Linked DNA regions of Mus musculus: region 2 is linked to region 1. A link is a contact called in public Hi-C data. All regions are on one chromosome and are shown on one strand. Each heading gives the region's core, a stretch centred on a gene start, on an enhancer-like site or on the middle of the called end of the contact. The rest is flanking DNA. Distances are from core to core; before and after follow the strand shown.

Evidence for each region. Hi-C and Micro-C count contacts between places; a contact is called where the count stands out from the background.
Region 2: a contact with region 1 is called in a Hi-C map of extraembryonic ectoderm, with 1.9 times the contacts expected there. The contact joins two enhancer-like sites. A contact is called at or near these places in 9 of 39 promoter capture datasets (embryonic stem cells, hippocampal neurons, liver and 3 more), 3 of 15 datasets of contacts at CTCF or cohesin (the NIH/3T3 cell line, embryonic stem cells and large pre-B cells), 37 of 484 Hi-C or Micro-C datasets (the AML12 cell line, B cells, CD4 single positive thymocytes and 22 more), 7 of 115 datasets of contacts at active chromatin or transcription factors (acute myeloid leukemia, bone marrow-derived dendritic cells, embryonic stem cells and 1 more) and 5 of 9 other capture datasets (adipose tissue, embryonic stem cells, liver and 2 more).

What each region holds. Positions count from the first base shown.
Region 1 is chr9:62,295,554-62,298,714 of GRCm38.p6, reverse strand. No RefSeq gene overlaps it. Among named protein-coding and RNA genes, the nearest start is that of Spesp1, 15 kb to the right of the region's middle. Within about 2 kb of position 1,629, at least 14 of the 459 cell types and tissues checked have an H3K27ac peak or open chromatin away from gene starts, as enhancers often do. A contact at or near this core is called in extraembryonic ectoderm and stem cell-derived neural progenitor cells, where this site is marked.
Region 2 is chr9:62,399,420-62,402,466 of GRCm38.p6, reverse strand. No RefSeq gene overlaps it. Among named protein-coding and RNA genes, the nearest start is that of Gm40523, 15 kb to the left of the region's middle. Within about 2 kb of position 1,751, at least 23 of the 459 cell types and tissues checked have an H3K27ac peak or open chromatin away from gene starts, as enhancers often do. A contact at or near this core is called in extraembryonic ectoderm and stem cell-derived neural progenitor cells, where this site is marked.

The DNA.
Region 1 (3,161 bases), core at 380-2,879:
AGGGCGATTCGAATCTTCCTTGTTCTCAGTCAAGTCCACTAGCAAACAGCACACTCGAATCCAGTTCAATCCGGAAGAAAGCTCGAGGCTCATCAATTGGCCCGAGTTCGCAGAAGCCACAGGAGTTCTTTGGTGAGTTTCTCTCTATAAAGTCACCACACGTGAAGCTCTGCAACACAGCATAAGGTGAATCAATACATGCGTGTTGTCAGCGAAGACTAGCCAGGTGGAACAAAGGAAACGAATGCTGGAGCTTCCATTTATATTTATATTCTATCTAAGTATCGTGCGTCCTTTCACCTGTGTAGGCTTCAGCAAAACTTCTTTCACCTGTCTGCCCCAGCAAAACATCATTATAACCTGAGTCTCTAAAGATACCAGACATTCCTACTTTATCACACCAGCCCCTCAGGCTCAGTGGTCTTCAGCTCTCAGTTGTTTCCTCCTTGTTGCGGTGGTATTTTGGGAAGTGCTAGAAACTTCATTTGGTGAGACTTAGCTGGAGGGAGTGGGCTAAAGAGAAGGAAGGCGTCCTTGACCTTGCCCTGGCCCCTTCCTATCTAAGCCCACAGAGCAGGAAGCTTGGCCCCCCTCCCCCTACCATGATGCTCTCTCTGCCTTATGCCTTACCACAGGCCCACAGTGAATGTGACTGTGGCCTGAGATCTCTGAAACCATGAGCCCAAATGAATCTTTTCTTCTCTACACCATTTCTCGCCATCACTTGTCACTGTAAAGAAAAGTGGCTGACAGTGTGCACCTGTGTCACGTGTGTTACCTTGTTCCAATCTGCATCCCTTATTGATCTTTGGTCTATTGCTCTGTTAACTAGAGGGGAATCATTAAAATCTCCCATCATAATTAGGGATTCATCTCTGCAGTTCTGTCCACTCCTGCTATAGACACTGTGAGATCATCCTGTTTTCCCAGCCTGCCATTGCAGACAATAGGAGCCCATTATAGATACAGACAAGGCGGCTGCAGCCCAGATACCACCAAGTTCTCAGGTCCTCCTCATAATTTGGCTCTTTCTGTTCATTTTTTAAAAAAGATTTATTTATGTATATGAGTACACTATAGCTGTCTTCAGACACACCAGAGGAGGGCATCAGATGGTTGTGAGCCACCATGTGGTTGCTGGGAATTGACTTCTGGAAGAGCAGTCAGTGCTCTTAACCACTGAGCCATCTCTCCAGCCCTTCTGCTCATTTTTTTAAAAGGCCCCTTCTGGAGAGATGACTTGGTGACAGTCATTTGATTTCCATGTCAATGCAGCCTCTGGAAGATCATCGGACTTGTCTAAATGTATACAGCCGATAGCAGTGTGGCTGGAAGTCCGTCCCAACTGTGTCTAACCTGGCTATACTGTATCTGTGGCCTCAAATTTACACATGCCCCCAGGCTGTGATGGAGAATCCCTAAGGAGAAGCTGTCAATGCAGAGGTAGATTGACTGATAAAAACTTCAGTAGCCTAGGAGTTTGGAATGTTGTTGATCCAGAGCCCAATTATAATTTATCCTGAGCTATTGTTAGCCCACCAAGTAGCCAATCTTTGCTCTGCTCCCAAGCGCTGAGTCAGAAGGAACACTGTGGCTACTGATAAAAACCCTTTGGAATGTAGTTAATTAGCAAAAGCCTAAATTTCTGTCACCCAAAGCTGAGTCATTAGCTAACATCCAGGGTGTACAGCTGAGGTCTGCCCATTACTGTTCACTGAGTATTTGCATAAGTTTGAAAAGTGTCACAAAACTTCATCCACATTGGAAAGTGAAAATTTGGGGTAACCTAAGTCTATTTGGGCCATACTCACTCATATTTAACTCCAGAATAAATCTTCCTTTTCCCTCTGAAGTGAGAGCTATGTTTGTTGGTTGGTTGGTTGTTTTGCATCAAGACCAATAGCTAGACTCGTCTGAATTCCAGCTCCCCCATCTGTTTGTTGCTAGGTGATAGCTGTTTCACTGGGTGATAGCTTTGGGCTCTGGATCACAATATCCCAAAGCATGGTGTTTATGGGTGCTGAGTACTTCGAACTAAAGCCATTGGAAAGCCTCAGACACAGCTCCAAGTAAAGGCTGCTCTGACTGTCTCCCATCCTCCTGCTAAAAGTGGATGGCAGAAACAAGAAGTTACAGGAACTGCAAACCAAGCCGTAAAACCCATTCCTTCTCCTTCGAGGATCCTCATTCCAGACAACCCTGCCCCAACCCCAGGCAGAGCCGATCTGAACAGACAGGCTGGGTCCCTGTATGAGTGTCACTCTGGCCCCGTTGTCTGATCACATTTCCAGAGTTACCTTGCTGAACCTAAATGAAGAGGGACTTTCCCCTAAATTTTTGGGTCTTTATTTCTGAAGGCTTCTGTGATTTCTATTGGATTCTGTGAAATTGATTTGCTAGGCTTTGGTTTTGTTTTTTGTTTTTTTTTTTTTGTTGTTGTTGTTGGTTTTTGCTTTTGTTTTTTTGTTTTGTTTTGGTTTTTTTTTTTTTTTTTTTTTTTTTTTGTGATTGGCTCCTTCTATGTCTCGTGGCCTGGCTTAGAATTTCCTATGCAGCCTTTACTGGCTTCAAACTAAAGCCCTGTCTTACCCTCACTATGCACGGATGACACCCTGTTAAGTTCAGCCTGCCTTGTTACTAAAGAGGAAAATCATGAGAATGTGAGGGCAGACGGCTTAGCAAAAGCTTGCACCTTCTTGCACCTTCCTTAGGCCAGTAAAGTGGACTACTAAAGTTGACCCATGTCCTTGAAAACAGATCTACTTCACAGGTGACAACTGAGTGGTGACCTCCCTTGCATTTTAAACCTTGGAGGTTGGGCCGAGGATGAGCATTATCTAGGAATAGTTGAGCAGAAAGGTAGTCACAGTCTCCCGTATCCCCTGCCCTAAGACAGCGGAGATGGCCCTGCCTGCTTTGTTCCCTCCTAGCTGAGCCTTCCTCAAGTCCAAGCAGAACAACCGGTCTCAGCATCTTTCAATCAGGAGGGATTAAAAACTCATGTACAGTCTACTGGAGGTGCCCTACACCTTTAGTTCCAGCAATTATAGCAGAGGCTGGCAGTATTCTATGAGGCTAACCTGACCTTCAAAATGAGTTCTAGGTCAGCCAAGATCCTGACTCAAAAAAAAAAAAAAAAAAAAAAAAAAAAAGAAAACCAA
Region 2 (3,047 bases), core at 502-3,001, 100 kb before region 1:
TGCACAGCTGGCTGTACTGGCAAGCCAAGCTCTGCTCAATCCAGTACTATATATATGCCCTCCAAACTTCCCGTGTCCTCCATGGTCTTCCCTTAGCTTGTGTCTTACCTCAGCCCATGAGTCTGTCTCAGCTGACATCACTCTGCCAATCAGCCCTTGGAAGCAGCAAGAAACTGCAGCGCACCACCAGAAGTTTTTGGGTGCATTTCTCTTTATGGAGTCCTGACAAATGCAGCTCAACTATGCAATGTAAGGAGGACCAGTAGATGTGTGTAGTTAGTAAAGAATCCTTCATCGTGTGCCCTTTCACGTGTGTGCTTTAGCAGAATATCCTCTCTCCATTGTCTGCTCCAGTAAAATGTTCCTTCACAAGTCTGCCTTAGCCTTTCATCTGTGTCCACTTCAGAAAAACACTTTCATGTGTTTGCCCCAGCAAAACACCATCCAACACAACTGACTCTCTAAAAAAAAAAAAACCTTAAGTTTCCACTCCAAGAATCATTTGGGAAGAGGGGATCTTAGAAAAACACCTTGGTAAGACTGGCCTGTAGGCAAGTCTGTGAGGCTTTTCTTCACTAATGATTGCTGTAGAACAGCCCAACCTGCTGTGGGTGGTCCTGGGTTGTATAAGAAAGCAGGCTGATCTGCTACATTGTGAATTTGAGACCAGCCTGGGTTACATGATATCTGCCTCCAAAAGAGATGAGAAGGAGGAAGAGGGGGAAGGAGCTAGGGAGGAGAGGAGTGGGGGGGGGGAAGATGGGCATGGCGGTGCATAGCCATAATCCTGGCACTTAGGAGAAAAGCAGGAGAATTTCTATGAGTTTGTGGTTAGCATTATCTACAGAATAAGCTTCATTTGGGGGTAATTTATGTGGGCAGCAGCAGAAAATGATCACAGGGAAGCAGACCCTGTGTTAAGATCTGTAAACACAGCCCTGAGCCCTGTACTGCAGGGCTGTTCTCTTGTGTTTCTGACAGGACTGGAGCGTTGGTGAGGAGCTCAGAGACTGAGAGAAAAGGAAGGAGAATCATTTTTCATGGGCATCAGAAGAGCCTCTTCCAGGACTCTAAATTCAAAGCTAGCATGGGATACACAGTGACAGCACGAGAGGGGAAGGGGAGAGGGAGAGGGAGGAAAAAGAGGGAAGAAGAGAAGAGGGGAGGGGAGGGGAGAAGAGGGGAGGGGAGGGGAGCGGAGCGGAGAAGAGGGGAGGGGAGGGGAGGGGAGGGGAGGGGAGGGGAGGGGAGGGGAGGGGAGGGGAGGGGAGGGGAGGGGAGGGGAGGAGAGGAGAGGAGAGGAGAGAGTGAGCTTGGGAACTATTGGAAAAGCCCCCGCCCAGCAGTTCTCCTAGCCCCAGCACCACATAATGCTACCATGAAAGTATAGTTTATAATCCCAAACCTCAGAAGACAGAATCAGGGGGATCAGGAGTTTAAAATCATCCTTAGCTACATAACAAGCTTGAGGCCAGACACAAGGCTCTGTCTCCAAAAGAGAAGAGAAGATCCTCTCTCAGGAGAAAGACCCACCCCACAGCCCCGTGTGCGAACCCAGGTGTGGGCAGGAAGTGGGAAGGACGTTCAGCTTTGGGGAAGGGTACTCCGAGAACAGAGTGCCCTGCGGGAGGGCCGTAAGGCTAGCGGCTCTAGATCCACAGAAGGACCCACCGGTGAAGGATTGAGAGCCTCAGCTTCCTGCAGTTCTCTGGGAGAGGATGAGTCACAGAAACATAAGTTTATTCAGTGATGTAATCGTAGCTGGCACCCCTACTGGGGTGGCTGGAGAACCAGGACCCCAAGCTGTTACCCTGGAGCACCCTGTGAAGTTTCCGAGGGAGGGGGAACTGTGTTGAGGAAGGGGAAGGAGCAAGAGATCCACTGTGCCTGACACAGCAGGATGGCAGCCCTTCCCCTGGTGGGCTGCACAAATTATTTCGCTCTTCTGAGGCTCCGTTTCCAGACTTAAAGAGAGAAGAAGAAAATATGATTTATATCCCAAAGGGCTGTTGGTCACTACGTCCCATGCACACAAGCAAACATGTGTCCTATACTCTGTCTGGTTCCAGGAGCCTCATTTCTCCCCATCCCACCCCACCTCTCCTCATTTATTTATTTATTTATTTATTTATTTATTTATTTATTTATTTATTTATTTATTTATTTATTTTGTTGAGACAGTCTTAAGGTATCCAAAGATGGCCCAAGGTCATTATGTAGTGGAAGATAACCTTGAACTTCGGATTCTCCTGCTTCTGTCTCCTCGGTGCTGGGATCACATGTATGTCCCACCATGTCCCGTTACTACAGTGCAGGGGATGGGATCCAGGGCTTCCTACATGCTGAAGTCTAGCAGTTAGTAGACAAACCTCACCCAGTTGTGTTCTGACCCTATGTCCCTTCTTGGACGTCATCCTACCAGCCAGGCAGAGATCTTGAGGGCCTGTAATTGCCTGCACTTGCAAGTCAGTGCCAGCCAAGGAGGAGAGTTACAAAGAACACAAAAGAAGTGACCTTGGAGGAAGGATGCCTCTCCAGCTTCTTGCTGACACAGAGCACAGCTTTGTGTACAGAAATGTGGATGCCACAGAAGCTGGGCCACAGCAGTACGGAAGCAGCAGCTTGCAAGACGGGAGAAGTCTCAGGGATGCTATCACCAATCAATTTTGCTACTGGTTTTCTTTTTTTAATGCTCATACAAGAGGGGTGTGTAATAAAAAAAAAAAACGCATCCTATGTGAATCAGTTACGAAGAACATTTCAATCACAACAAGACTGACAGAAAGGTCTAAGGGATGAAAATGTACCAAGAGACTGGGAGACTGGGAGATGGTGCAGTTGGCCAAGTTCTTGCTGAGTGGGCATGAGAACTTGAGTTACGTTCCAAGAACACCCCCCCCCAAAAAAAGGCATGGGGACATGCGCTTGTAATCCCAGCACAAAGGAGGCAAAGGCAGAAAGCTAGTCTGATCTGCAAACTGCAGGACAAAGTTTCACTTTGTCTCAATAACCAAGTGAGGCTGGAGAGATAACTCAGAGGCAAACAC